3 separate regions of the Lactuca sativa genome follow, and all the other regions are linked to region 2. The links are chromatin contacts, called in public Hi-C maps. All regions are on one chromosome and are shown on one strand. Each heading gives the region's core, a stretch centred on a gene start, on an enhancer-like site or on the middle of the called end of the contact. The rest is flanking DNA. Distances are from core to core; before and after follow the strand shown. Region 1 holds the start of LOC111880328. Region 2 holds the start of LOC111880347 (17.3 kDa class I heat shock protein). Region 3 holds the start of LOC111880322 (metal tolerance protein B-like).

Evidence for each region. Hi-C and Micro-C count contacts between places; a contact is called where the count stands out from the background.
Region 1: a Hi-C map of leaf shows a contact between it and region 2, with 4 times the contacts expected there. The contact joins the promoter of LOC111880328 here to the promoter of LOC111880347 in region 2. A contact is called at or near these places in 2 of 4 Hi-C or Micro-C datasets (both in leaf).
Region 3: a Hi-C map of leaf shows a contact between it and region 2, with 2.6 times the contacts expected there. The contact joins the promoter of LOC111880322 here to the promoter of LOC111880347 in region 2. A contact is called at or near these places in 2 of 4 Hi-C or Micro-C datasets (leaf and seed).

The regions. Positions count from the first base shown.
Region 1 is chr8:111,644,774-111,649,025 of Lsat_Salinas_v11, reverse strand. LOC111880328 reads left to right here and starts at 2,445. Exons shown (of 3, transcript XM_023876751.3): 1 at 2,445-2,899; 2 at 4,152-4,252. The coding sequence starts at 4,221.
Region 2 is chr8:111,898,734-111,903,416 of Lsat_Salinas_v11, reverse strand. It overlaps LOC111880347 (17.3 kDa class I heat shock protein), which reads right to left and starts at 1,844. Exons shown (of 1, transcript XM_023876770.3): 1 at 1,002-1,844. The coding sequence starts at 1,588. The coding sequence ends at 1,121.
Region 3 is chr8:112,102,111-112,106,841 of Lsat_Salinas_v11, reverse strand. It overlaps LOC111880322 (metal tolerance protein B-like), which reads left to right and starts at 1,582. Exons shown (of 5, transcript XM_052766994.1): 1 at 1,582-1,756; 2 at 2,098-3,744; 3 at 3,894-4,145; 4 at 4,224-4,540. The coding sequence starts at 2,098. The coding sequence ends at 3,207. LOC111880321 (ras-related protein Rab2BV) reads right to left here and starts at 4,409. Exons shown (of 3, transcript XM_052766995.1): 1 at 4,321-4,409; 2 at 3,914-4,083; 3 at 3,176-3,812. The coding sequence starts at 4,078. The coding sequence ends at 3,327.

The DNA.
Region 1 (4,252 bases), core at 1,196-3,695, 250 kb after region 2:
GGAAACCGACCCATCGGTTTGGGTTTATTTTCGGGAAACCGACCCATCGGTTTGGGTTTAGGGTTGGGGTTTTAAATATTTGAAAACCGACACCATCGGTTTGGGTTCGGTTTTGGGTCAAAACCGACCCAAACGGACCCATGCTCAGCCCTAGCTACATAGGCTGATGACCGACTTAATAGATAAAATGAGACTAAACTGAATAAATTTCCCAGTTTTCTGGGCTTTTTATTCAAAAAAAAATTGTGACTTTTTTAAAACTGTTCCTAAAATATTAGGACTTTACTGTAGATATCCCACATACTTTTTATATTATTTTTAAGCTTTTTTTTTTTCAACAAGATTTAAACCATCATTTTTCGGTTAAATGACACATTTTCACTAAAATCTGATACCACTGGACTACAATCCCTTTGATAAAAACATCTTAATTATTTTGATGTTTAGCTATTTTACTTTGAGTAAAATATAAAATTGGTTTGTTGTACTCGCAATTTATTTATTTATTTATTTTTTTCTAACCATATGAGTTCTATGTCTGTTATTTATTAAGAAAAATGTCATGTTTAAGTCATGTAAAATTACTTAAGTGTTCTTATTTATTTTATTTAACATTTTATATTGTATTTTTTTTATAAAAATAATTGTAAATGTGATCACAACCACACCCCCACCTCCACCTCAACTTCATACAACAAACCCTAATTGTCGCTCTTCATAGTCTTTGACAACATTTTAACATTATGACAAAACATTACAATCGATCTTACACACATAATAAAAAAACACACAACTTTCCTTTGACCAACAATTCATTAATCACATGAATTAACTTCCATAGGTAAAAACGATTGTTGAAATTTGTAATGTGATTTTCATATTATCATCAACATGTAACATTTTTTATTAACAATATTTAATAGAAACAAAACCATAACAACACAAATTAATATCATTTGTTCCTTAATTACAACCATTTTGTTCTCTATATCGACATACAACAACTGAATAACGCATGATCTATTCCTAGTTTTCCTACTAGAATCACCCTCGACGTTAAGATCTTGTTAAACATAAGCTTCATAGTATCTCATTGTTGCCTTTAAAGAATCTCAACTAGACATTTTCTAAAATGATTATGGTGTCATTGAGATGACCGATACCGACGTAGTACGTTAAATTTTCACCCCAATAATAGCATTTAGAGAACACCAGTTTTGCGATCATATCTTTAGTTACTCATCTGCAACCAATGCCACCTCCAATCTCTCCTCCATTGATGTATGTAGGGTTTCCACCGTGGAGGAAATAAATTTTACTAATGGAATAAGACTATAAAGGAAGTCCATATATGTTTGTCGAAGTGCGTCAACAAAATATATTCAACTTTTTATGTTTCTCATATAATAAAGAAAACAATGGGAGAAAAGAGATGGAGAATGAGAAAAAATGGTTGTGAGGAAGGGGTAGACAAAGTCATGGAAGTGGTGGGGTGGGGTGTCCATCTCATTTTTTTTCCTTTAAAATATAATTAGAACATATTCAATGGTAAAACTATGTTACAACTTAAAATTAATCTAAAACATAGTGATTTTAAAATGCTTTATAAAATCCCACTTTTAAAGTTCATAAATGTACCATAATTTAATATTTCAAAAATTATGTCCTAAACTCCAAGTAAACATAAGTTCGTTAAAAAATGCAAGTAAAGTAACAACTCACGTTAAATGTTAAGAAAACATATAAGGTCTTCATCGTTATAATCAATTTTGGCCAACAACCAGACCGAAATGCAACTCCGAGATGCGACGAATATCATATCTGGAAGCAATTTAAATAGAAGGACCAATGGTATGTCTGGTCAATTTCAGGTCCAAAATGACTAATTCAAGAATAATTGATCATTTCGCAAAAAAAAACACAATTATTGATTATTTCCTTTAAGAATAATTTCATATATGGCTATAGCTGTAAATATTTTATATATTTTAGAGTTGTTTATATGTATGATTTAAAAAAATAATTATTGTGATGTAGAAATTTTGATTCTATTAAGAGTAGAAACTAGAAAGAACAACTGAAATTAAATTAAATAAGTAATCGACATCTCAAACGAACCGTTGTAACAACTTAGATCACCAAAATTAAGAGCAAAAACTAGATTTGCCATGTATTATGAAACGGATAATTTTATAGCAAATCTAGACATCCCCTTAGTAAAAACCTAGGATTTATATTTAAATCGTACAAAATGTATTTTTTTGGAAAATGCAAAACCGATTCTTAGCATAATATGAGTAATATTTTTTAAGGGAGTAAGGTTTTTCTATTCTTTAAGACTTTATACTTTAAAAGGATAAAAAAGCATAGCCTTTTAAGCATCCAATAATAAAGACAATCGCATTTGCACCAAAAGGAAGTCGTGAAGTGGGTTCCACATGATTCACCCATCTAATCTTCTGATATGGCCACCCGCGAATATCTCCACCTCCATCAGCCGTCCGATCGAAAACGACCCTCTGACACTCCTCTAGAAACCGAGTGGTTTCCAGCCCCAACGAGGAAAACAAAACCCTTTCAGTTTCACACCCCATAAAATACTTTTCATCACTCTATTTTCACACACTACACTACTTTTCTGTGAAAATTTCTTCGGATTTTGGGGAGGAAGATGATGACGAACAAGAACTTGTAGAAAGTCAAATCTTTTTGTGAGATTTTCTTGGGAAAAGGAGATTTCTTTTGAGTACTGAGATTTAAGTTGGTTTTCTTTGTTTGCTGCGAGGAGCTTTGTTTTTGTGCCCACCGCCCACCGACATATTGCTCTTCCTTTTGAAGAACCAGTTAAAGTTTGTGCATTTTCTTCATACCCCAGGTAACTGTTCGACTAAATGCCTCAGTGAGTATTCTTCTTGAATCAGTACTCAAACTGTTACTGTTTATGCTTTTTATGGTTTTTGTTTAGTGCAGAAATTTTGAGCGATTGTTCTGCTCTTATGTTTCTTGATAGCTCTGAAAAAAGAAAATCGACGATTTTCACCGGAAAAAGGAAGAAAATTTCCCTGTTTTAATAAAAATTAGCACCCAAGTTTTGGAAGTAACAAGCATTTTCTACTGAAGATCTTGATTTTCATCTGTTATTCAGTTATTATTATGGTCAAAGAAACACTTTTTATGCGTATTTCTTGCTTTTGAAGTTGAATCATAACTTGAATCTGGGTCTACTTTATTGTATGTATGCTTGTTGATTCAGGGTCTACTAACTACTTTAGTGTGTATATGCTTGTTGATTAATTAAGAGAATAATTCTATCATGGCGTAGATATAACCAAAAAGGAAACTGAAGCAAGCATGTGCTCAATGCCCTCTTGATTTATTTTCCACTCAATTACTTTTGTGCTTTTTGTTTTTGTTTCCCCTGTCTTAATCAAAGGTTCAATATTCAAAATCTTCTTTTGAATTGTTATCCGTCTTTCTTTTTCATCAACAGGGAATCTTAAGTTATGGAGTTTTTTTTTTATGATACACAGAAATGTCATCATCTTATCTTCATCATCACTGATGTTAATGATTTTAGGACCACAAGATTCTTAATTTCATTTTCTTTCTTGTCGTAGTCCTTGTGTAGAGTAGACTATTCCTAGGTTTTATTTCAGCTCCTTGAATTAAAACTAGTGAAGCTATTATTTTCCTTTTTCGATATCCAATTGGTACTTTAATTGTTTAATGTCTCGGGAAATATTGTTAATTTTTAACAATATCTTCAAATTTTGTTAAATAATTCTATTTTTTATATTAGGAATAATCCCAAAAAATGACCACTTTATGATTATGATGTGATGTTTAACAAAGTCACCAACTTTTTTAAAACTTTCACGAGAAAGAAACGAGTATTTCGTATTTTGAAGCAATAATTTTCTGTACCTCAAATGGGTAAAGGGGGACCATAAAGGAGAATCTAAACCATTAGCTATCTTGGTGTTTTCTTGATTTTAAAGAATCTTTTAAGATTTTGGCTATTTGTAGGAAACATATCATATGTTCTGAATTATTTGTAACACATTTGGTATTTCTTTTTCTTTTTTTATCGTTTTATGTACTATAATTTTCTTCTATTGTTTCTCATTTGTAATCTTAATTGTTGTTTTCAGATGACATATCTCCCTCTTGTTCACAAAATCATGTGAAATTTTCTTGAAAAAACAACCGAAATACATAAGATGGGTGAGCTGGCATCTAATCGTGCTACATT
Region 2 (4,683 bases), core at 595-3,094:
TTTGGCAGCAATATCAAATCTCAAGTTTTTATGAGTCGTGCTGAACCACATCGTTTGTAAGATATCAGTTAAGTCAGTAATTTTATATATAATTAATAACTCTATATATTTTCTACTATTATTCATTTTATATACATATATGACTTAAGACGATATTTTGTTAAAGTTTGGCATCGAATACAAACCTTGAAGCCACGATGTTATGGCAAACTTTTTTACAACCTTGAATAAATTACACGAGTGGTCTATGTGTTTTGGTCCATAACTCTTTTTTTAACTTGAACTATCTCTATGTTTTCATTTTATTCGATTTTGATCCCAAATCAATTCGTATGAAACTCCCCACATTTAGTAACTTGATAGAGACGATGATACAACAGAAAGTGACTGATCTAGTATAAAGCTACTCATTTGGGTTTAAAAAGCGAAAATGATAACTACACGAACTGCTTGCGGTTATTACTTCCAAACTATCAACAACCTCTTCGTATTTTTAAGATAGTATGAGCTCGCTCTTTACCATCAATATTAAGGAGCTCGCTAGAATGTGTTTAATTATTTAAGTTTGATGAACAAATTTTGGGCCTCACGTTAGGGCCCAAGTTTGTTTTATGATTCAGTTTAACTCTTTAGTAATCTATCATCGTAAACTCAATGTTTGTTCACTTATTTTAAATGAATCTGAAATAATCAGAAAAAAAATTGTTTTATTCTAAAGAACAAAAATTAGATTCAAATTTTGTATTTTTTGTTAAAGACACGATACCACAACCGGAAGATAACAATATATTCATTTAATAGATAATTCAAGATTTTTTCAACCAACTATATAGTTGCCGTTACATATAAGAATTAGATAAACCTATAATTTATATAATAAAAATGAATATTCAACTGTTTGATTATATAACCAAATGTTTTGAAAATTGAAGATTTAAAGCATTTCTCTTTTCCCTACGCCAATCAGAAGCAATCATATTTCGTAATAAACCATGGTCAAATGAATAGGAATATAAATTTATTGTGTATTATAGGAAGAACAACATACAACCGCGAACATTATGTCGAACACTTGGTATACAAACACAATACAGAAAAAAGTACATACGTGGTACAAATTCTAACCAGAGATTTGAATAGGCTTAACATCAGGCTTCTTAACCTCCTCCTTTGGAATAGTAATTGTAAGCACTCCGTTCTCCATTGAAGCCTTCACTTGATCCATCTTCGAATTCTCCGGCAACCTAAACCTCCTTGTGAACTTCCCGCTACTGCGTTCCACCCTGTGCCATGTATCATTCTTATCTTCTTTCTCAACATTCCTCTCACCGCTGATCTGCAAAATCCTGTCGCCTTCAACTTCCACCTTCACTTCCTCTTTCTTGATCCCAGGGAGATCGGCCTTAAACACGTGCGCCTCCGGTGTTTCTTTCCAGTCCACACGGGCGTTCACCAAAGCAGAGGTTTCCGTCGACGCATCGGATGGAGTTGGAAAGGGAAAGTCTTTAAAGGGGTCCCAGATATCAAGAGAGAATGGGTCGAAGATGCTGCTTCGTCTGCCACCGAAGAAGCTGGGAACGATCGACATTTCTTTCACTTCGATTGTATTTGGGACTAAAGAGGATGACAAACAGATCGTTTCTGAATATTGCTACAATGCTTACTTGACGAGTTGAATTCTGGATGCGATTGGTATTTATAGGTTGGACTGAGGAGATCCAAAGAACCCTCTGGATAACTCTTTTCGCATTTTTCATTTATGATTGGAGTTCAATTTTGGATCATCTTTTGGTTCTTGACGTTTCAAGGAGTTTCTAGAACGATCTTTGTATTCTTTGGGCATACTTTGGAATCATCTTTTTTCATATCGATTGGCATCCCAATTTATTTATTAGAGTTAAATGATTTGATATGTTTTTTTTTAACGGCAAATACAAATATGTTACAGTATTATTTTGTATTTTATATTTTATATTTTATATTTTATTTGTAATATATTTAATTTAATAAATTTTAATGAAATATATTTTTAATAACTAAAAGGTTTTTTTTAGCATTGCAAAACTTAATAACCATTTAATTTCATATCCATTAAATATTAATCTATCGTCTTAATAATGTTTGTTTGACATTTTATTCAACTCTTTTATAAATAAAGACTTCTTTCATTAATAAAGTCTTATTGAATGAACTTGTACATTATTTTTTTTAAGTTTTGGAAAAGCTAATATAACTCACTACTATTTGTTTGATTATTTATTATCATTTCTATATACTAAATAACAAATCATTTTCATCTTTTTTGGGCCATATGTTAAACAAGCGATTCCTTTACTGTTGTATCAAGAGAGTGATAAAAAAACATTAGACTGAAATTATAAAATGCATAACACTAAACTTAATAAATAAATAATGCTAAATTTAAAGAAAACATAAATTATAATTATAAAAAACATAAGATTGAATTTTTAAAAAAATAAAATAAAATAATGAATAAAGTCCCTCTATCTGTAAAACTCCATAACTGTTTGATGGCGTTGTATTGATATCAATACGATTAATTTGAAAGATATGTTCTGCCAAATCATTACGAACCTTTAAACGTTATCATTGTTACGTGTACCGTAGGGTATTGATCTCTTTTTGAACACTTGAGGGGATGCTTTCGTTCTCTCATACGTGCATATTGTTTTTTCCTCAATTTGTAAAACTTCATAATCGTTTGATGGCGTCGTATTGATATCAATATGATTAATTTGAAATATATGTTCTCCGAAATCATTACGGTCCTTTAAATGTTATCATTGTTATGTATCTTCAATCTTGTTGTCATGTATGGTAGGGTATTGATCTCTATTGGAGCACTTGAGGGGACGCTTTCGTTCTCTCATACGTACATATCATTTTTATCTCATCTTCGATAATCATATTATATGGTATGATACACATATACATAATAGCTAAAAGCTTTCTCACCTCTTGTGGATGTGGCGTAAATTCTAGTATGTTCAAACACCTCTTGAGGGATCCAAACGTTCGTTCAACATCATTTTTAGTTTTTTTTTTTTTTTTCTATTTTATGCTTCATGTGTCTCCCATTAGCATGATATACCAATGATTTCATAATCACAAGAAATTCACGATAAATGTCATTGACAAGATAATACATATAACTCTGTCACTTTATTTACTTGAAACGCCTGTCGAGCTATAAATATTGATGACACACCTAAAACATTGAGACCATTCATTTTGTTACGTTGATGATGACATTTTTATGTAAGTATGTTTGGTAAATAAGTGAAATATGAATATAAATAAGGTTTATATAAAATGCATGTAGTGTATGTAAATTTATGGTTGGTAAAAAATTGAAATTTGTAAATACAAAATTGTTATATAATAAAAGAGAGAGAGAGAGAGAGAGAGAGAGAGAGAGAGAAGAGGTTTCTGACAATAAGATGTCGTTCCCCCATCATCTTCTTCACATTTCATCTTCCGAAACTGTTCGTTCGAAGATACGTGTTCCACATGATTGTTGTTTGCCAACTAGTATGTCCCCGCACTCCGCTTAGCCTAACCGCATAACACAAAATGTTTCTTTTTTCTTAGACCCAACATGGAAATCATTGTCTTCATCTTGAATTTCAACTTCCTCTCGAATTATTTTCTCTTTCTTCTTCTCTTTTCACTTCTTAAGTAAAGTGACACATACATCCTTATCATATTTGCTTGAATTCTTACAAACAGCAACACCTTTTTCTTTGAATCTCGAAACGTGGTACTTTAGCTTAATAATTCTCGCTTTACGTATAAACCCACATAAATTGCATTGATTAAATATTTATTTGTAGGAACACAAAAGTGTCATACTTCCATCTAGTATCATCTAAATTCATTTTTATAAGTGCATCCGCGTACTGCTTGCAGTTGTTATTGGAGTGGTTGTACCATCCAAATTAGACTCTACACTAGCTTTGTATCATCTTTTGAAAAAAAAAGATCGACATAAAATCAAATTCTTGACACAAATGAAATATTATACATTTGAATTAAAGACAAATCAAATATTATGTATTGATTGAATCTTTATTTTTAGGAACACACAAAGTGTCATACTTCCATCCAAGATCATCTGAATTCCTTTTTAAGAGTGCATCCGGGCACAAACTACCAATTGGTGTTGGAGTGGTTTTGTAACATCCCGTTTTCATTTGTAAAAGTTATAAAACATTAATCTTTTTTTATAAAAATAAAAGTGAAAATATATTATGGTTTAGTTGAAATGATCAACATGAAAGTCGTATTAGACATCAAGACGAATGTGTGGATATAAAAACTGTCAAAATTAGAGCTTGTATGAAGAAGTTACTTCCTCCGTCCCATATTTATTGTCCACTTTTGACTTTTGAAGTCGTTATACTTTAACTTTGACCTTAAATATTTTAATTTTTGGTATATAATACTCAATGCAAAATATATGAATTGATTGTGTTTTAAATGTTTTTATTGTTATAAGTTTCATCAAGTAATATATAACACAAATTAAAATATTTAAGGTCAAAGTTGAAGAATAAATACTACAAAAGTCTAAAGTGGAAAATAAATATGAGACGGAGGTAGTATAATTTTTTAAAGTTTCGGCAAATTTTAGCCTTTTAACCTGTGTGTAGCATTAATAAC
Region 3 (4,731 bases), core at 333-2,832, 200 kb before region 2:
TTATGTTCCGGTTGTTACCAATTTTCCTTCTAACTTCAACTAAACATATCTTTCTCATCTTATATTCAATTTCTATGAACTTTATATCGTCACCAAGGAAAGCTCTTAACAACCCCATTACGTCATTTATGACTTAATACACATGAAGTTAAATCCATTAAGTCACAAAGTAACTACCAAAATGTAAAATTTTACATTTTACCCATGTGGTCTAAATATACAATTAGTGGCTTAAATCACTCAAACCAACATAATAAGTCATCATAAAGATAACTTTTAACATATTTCAACTAATTCATAATACTAAATCTTTATAATCTCATCACTTTCATAAAAATGACCAAATTACGATTTTAATCCAAATCTTTTACATTTTTTAGGAATGTTACATGTAGTTTCAGTTTATATTTTTATGTTTTTGATATATCAGTTTTAACTATTAAACTTCTTAATAATGTAGATATATTTTTTTTTTGTAAATATTAAAAACTTATTATAACTTGAATTAATCACTTGAGAGATAAAAAGTTTTAAATACAAATGCTTTGGGATAAAAGTTTTTTTTTTGTTCTTTTTATCAATTTGCATCGGAGATGCTCTATCTAGTAAAATATACTCATTAAATATTAAATAAAACTATACAAGAACATATTAGAATTATAACCATTCATCGGTTAAGTCGATGATCTAAAATTATATATTTTTTTAAGAAATGTTCAATATCCTCCAACTAAATATTTATATTTGAAAATTAAATACCATTTACTTTTTCTTTATTCATATATTAGTTTATAACCTGTGGGAACCACGGTTATAAAATTAATTAATTTTTTATAGTAAAAAATCAAAATTATTAATTAATTATTTTAAATAAATTATTAATTAAGAGATTTTTTTAGTTATATAAATTTTAATCATTGATTTAAATAAATATGTGAAATTCTGTCATTTTATAACTTGTATTAATTTTATTTTAATTTTTATTCTAATATTATTAATTTAATGTAATTAGAATAGAAAATTTAAAATTTGAAATGGAGTTGACAAGTGGCATGCATTAATTAAAAGATATAATAAGATGACACATGACAAAAGGAGAATAAAATATACATTAATTAGGAGGCCTAATAGGATGACACATGTCAAAAGTAGAATAAAACTATTTTTTTTATTAGAATAAGAATTCATATTCATATAAAACAATGACATGTAGAATCCATTGATTTTCTATCTTAAGTTTTTATTTTTTAGTTTAGATATTTTGTCTTGATCATGAATATGAAGATTAATAGGAATAAAAGGTAAAAAAATATTTGATTTCTTTTCACATTTGTACTGGATCACAATAATTGTTAAAATCAAATCATGAGATTATAGAAAAAATGGTTTAACAAGCATGTCAGTTATTAAATAGGGTAGAGGTAGATGATGACATATGAGAATAAAGTAGGGAGATTTTTTTTAATATAAATATGAAATTAGAAGATTAGAAGTTTGAAAAAAAAAAACTTGTTTAAAAAAACAAGATGTTTAGAAGTTTGAAAAAAATATTGTTCAAAAAACAAGTTGTTTTACACGTTTTACAGGTGTGGATAGCATGACCCTTTCGTAATTGTCATTAACATATGAACAGACCAATGCAAATTGAGACAATCGCGACCTTTAATACGAATTCATTCAGATCGGAACTTCTGAACTCTAACTAGGGTTTTCGTCCAAGTTTCTCCATTTCAATTTCATCAGATCATACTCAAAGGTAATAAGTCAACCCAAAATTTCGCTCTATCATTACATATCTTTGTTTTGATCTCTCCGATTATTTTAAGCTCAATATGTTGCTCGAATCCGCTAATTTGATCAAATAATAGTTGGTATTCATCAATCCCACGAGTCAAACTCAAAGTTCGAACCTCGTCCGAACACCATTAATCGTTTTTTTTTTGGACTGCTGGTGTATGATTTGAAGCTTAAGTATTAACAGATCTATGTTATTGTTGAATCATCGGTAGTTATGATTGTTTTCTTAAGGTTTTGTTCAAAATATGAATGATTCGAAGTTAAAATATGAGATCTGATCGCCTTAATTTACTAATGTAGATGGAACATCATCATATTGCAATTCCGATTCCAGTCACAGATCACCATCTCCCAGAACTGGAAATGGTAAAAGCTTCGAAGCTGAAAAAACTCTGTTGTGATCGTTGTTGCTATTTCTCCAAACAAGAACATAATGTTTCTGATTCAGAACAACGATCCAGATCTACAGCCAAGCTCTCTGGACTCATATTGTTTTACATAATCGCTATGGCAGTTGAGATTATCGGAGGTTTAAAATCAAATAGTTTAGCCGTTCTTTCAGATGCAGCTCATTTACTCACTGACATTGGTGGATTCTCAATCTCTCTGGTTTCTGTTTGGGCTTCAGTTGGGAGAGCAACTCCACATCAGTCATTTGGATTCAGTCGAATCGAGGTTTTGGGTGCTCTTTTATCTGTACAAATGATTTGGGTCATTTCTGGGTACTTGATCTTCGAAGCAATCAAAAGAATCGTTCATAAACAATCAGACGTGAATGGTGGATTGATGTTTGCCATTTCAGCTTTTGGTTTTGTAATCAACTTCATCATGGTCATCTGGCTAGGTCATGACCATGCTCATGATCATGGCCATGGTCATGATCATGATCATGATCATGGGCATGATGTGAATGAAGAAGAGAGTTCAAATCTGGTGGAGTCAACTTCTAAAGGAAAGAGTGGGAGAATGAACATAAACATTGAAGGGGCATATTTACATGTGATATCGGATATGATTCAATCGATTGGAGTGATGATAGCTGGATTGGTGATATGGGTGAAACCAGATTGGTTAATGGTTGATTTGGTTTGTACTTTGATCTCCTCTGTTTTTGCTCTAGCTACAACTCTACCAATGGTTAAAAACATAATTTCTATATTAATGGAGAGCACACCAAGTGAATTCGATGTTGTTAGTTTGAAAAAAGATTTAAACAGCATCAATGGAGTTGATGATGTTCATGATCTACATGTGTGGGCAATCACAAGGGGAAAAATAGTATTATCTTGTCATGTAATAATCGAAACAAATATCGATTCAAATGAAATTCTTCACAAAGTTAAAGATTTATGTGAAGGTAGATACGGAGTTCATCATGTAACTGCACAAATTGAATCTTTATCTTTATAATAATAATAATAACATATCCTTAAAAGTTAAAACATACACTTTCACAATTCACAGTTTCACACTATTTCCTTTATGTAAAAGAACAAGAAGCAAGAACTAAAAATACCGAATCTTGGCTCTCAAGATGAACAACAGCTCTTTGTGGTGGCAGATGAGGAGACAGAGTCACCGACATTAATGGTGGTCCCTTTTCCAGGTGCACCACCGACTGCTTCTTGCGTTGCTAATGCTTTTTTGCTAATGATGTGATAGATTTCGGTCAAAACAGTTTGAAATGCTTTCTCGATGTTATATGATTCAAGTGCTGATGTTTCGAGAAATGAAAGGCCTTCTTTTTCAGCAAATGATTTGCCATCTTGTTCATCCACTGCTCGGAGGTGCTCCAGATCGGATTTGTTTCCGGCCATCATTACAACGATATTGGCGTCGGCGTGGTTTCTCAGCTCATTCAACCACCGCTGGACATTATCAAAAGTTGGCTTCTTAGTAATGTCGTACACAAGAAGAGCTCCTACTGCGCCTCGATAATAAGCACTTGTAATCGCTCTGTACCTTTCCTGTCCTGCTGTGTCCCATATCTGTGCCTTTATTGTTTTTCCCTCAACCTGTGATCAAATCATGGATCCAACTTATAGCAAATACAGAAAATTTTAAATAAGTTATAATGATTGTGTTTGTGATTGTAGATCTGGGAAAGAATTGAAACCTGGAGAGTTCTGGTAGCAAATTCGACGCCAATGGTGGCTTTGGACTCTAGGAAGAACTCGTTCCTGGTAAACCTCGACAAAATATTGGTTTTTCCGACGCCGGAGTCGCCAATTAAGACGATCTTGAGTAAGTAATCGTAATCATGATCTATCTTGCTAGCCATTAAACCTGAAGAGTGAAGAAAGAGAAAAAGATCGAAGTTGCTTCAGATCAGTTATCAGTATGCCGAGGTAGATCTAGCTTAGCACATTATTTGATTTGGATTTGGATCAAAATCTAGAAATTGATTTTATATTTATATAGAATAGAAGTCGAGTGATAGAAGATGAATGCAGATTCTGCGTGTGAAAATCTTACAGCGTAGCGGAGAGATCGGGGAGAAAGTAGAAATGTGGATGTTATCACCTGGCAAAATTAACGGAGAAATGGGACAAAAAATAAGTGAAAGAAAGTAAGGAATTGGAAACCGCCGACAACAAATATCAAAATGTATGAAAACGATGCAAATCAGTCTGAAACTATATATATAATTGGGCTTAGGCCCATGACCAAAAGATCCCGGGAACCAATAGGCTGTGGACCACCAACGAGGCAACTATAACTCCCGTCACCCCGCCGACACCAGGTATAATATTTAGACAAAGTTATGCAAGTTTTCATATGGTTAAAGGGAGTTTTTAAGGAAGGTGATTGAAAAATATTTACCATTTTTAAGGAATGAAAATATTTACCATTTTAGTATATTTTGAAAAATATTTATTATATTAGTATTATTTTCATTTTTCTTTACTTTTCAGTTTTATTAATGGTTTTTTA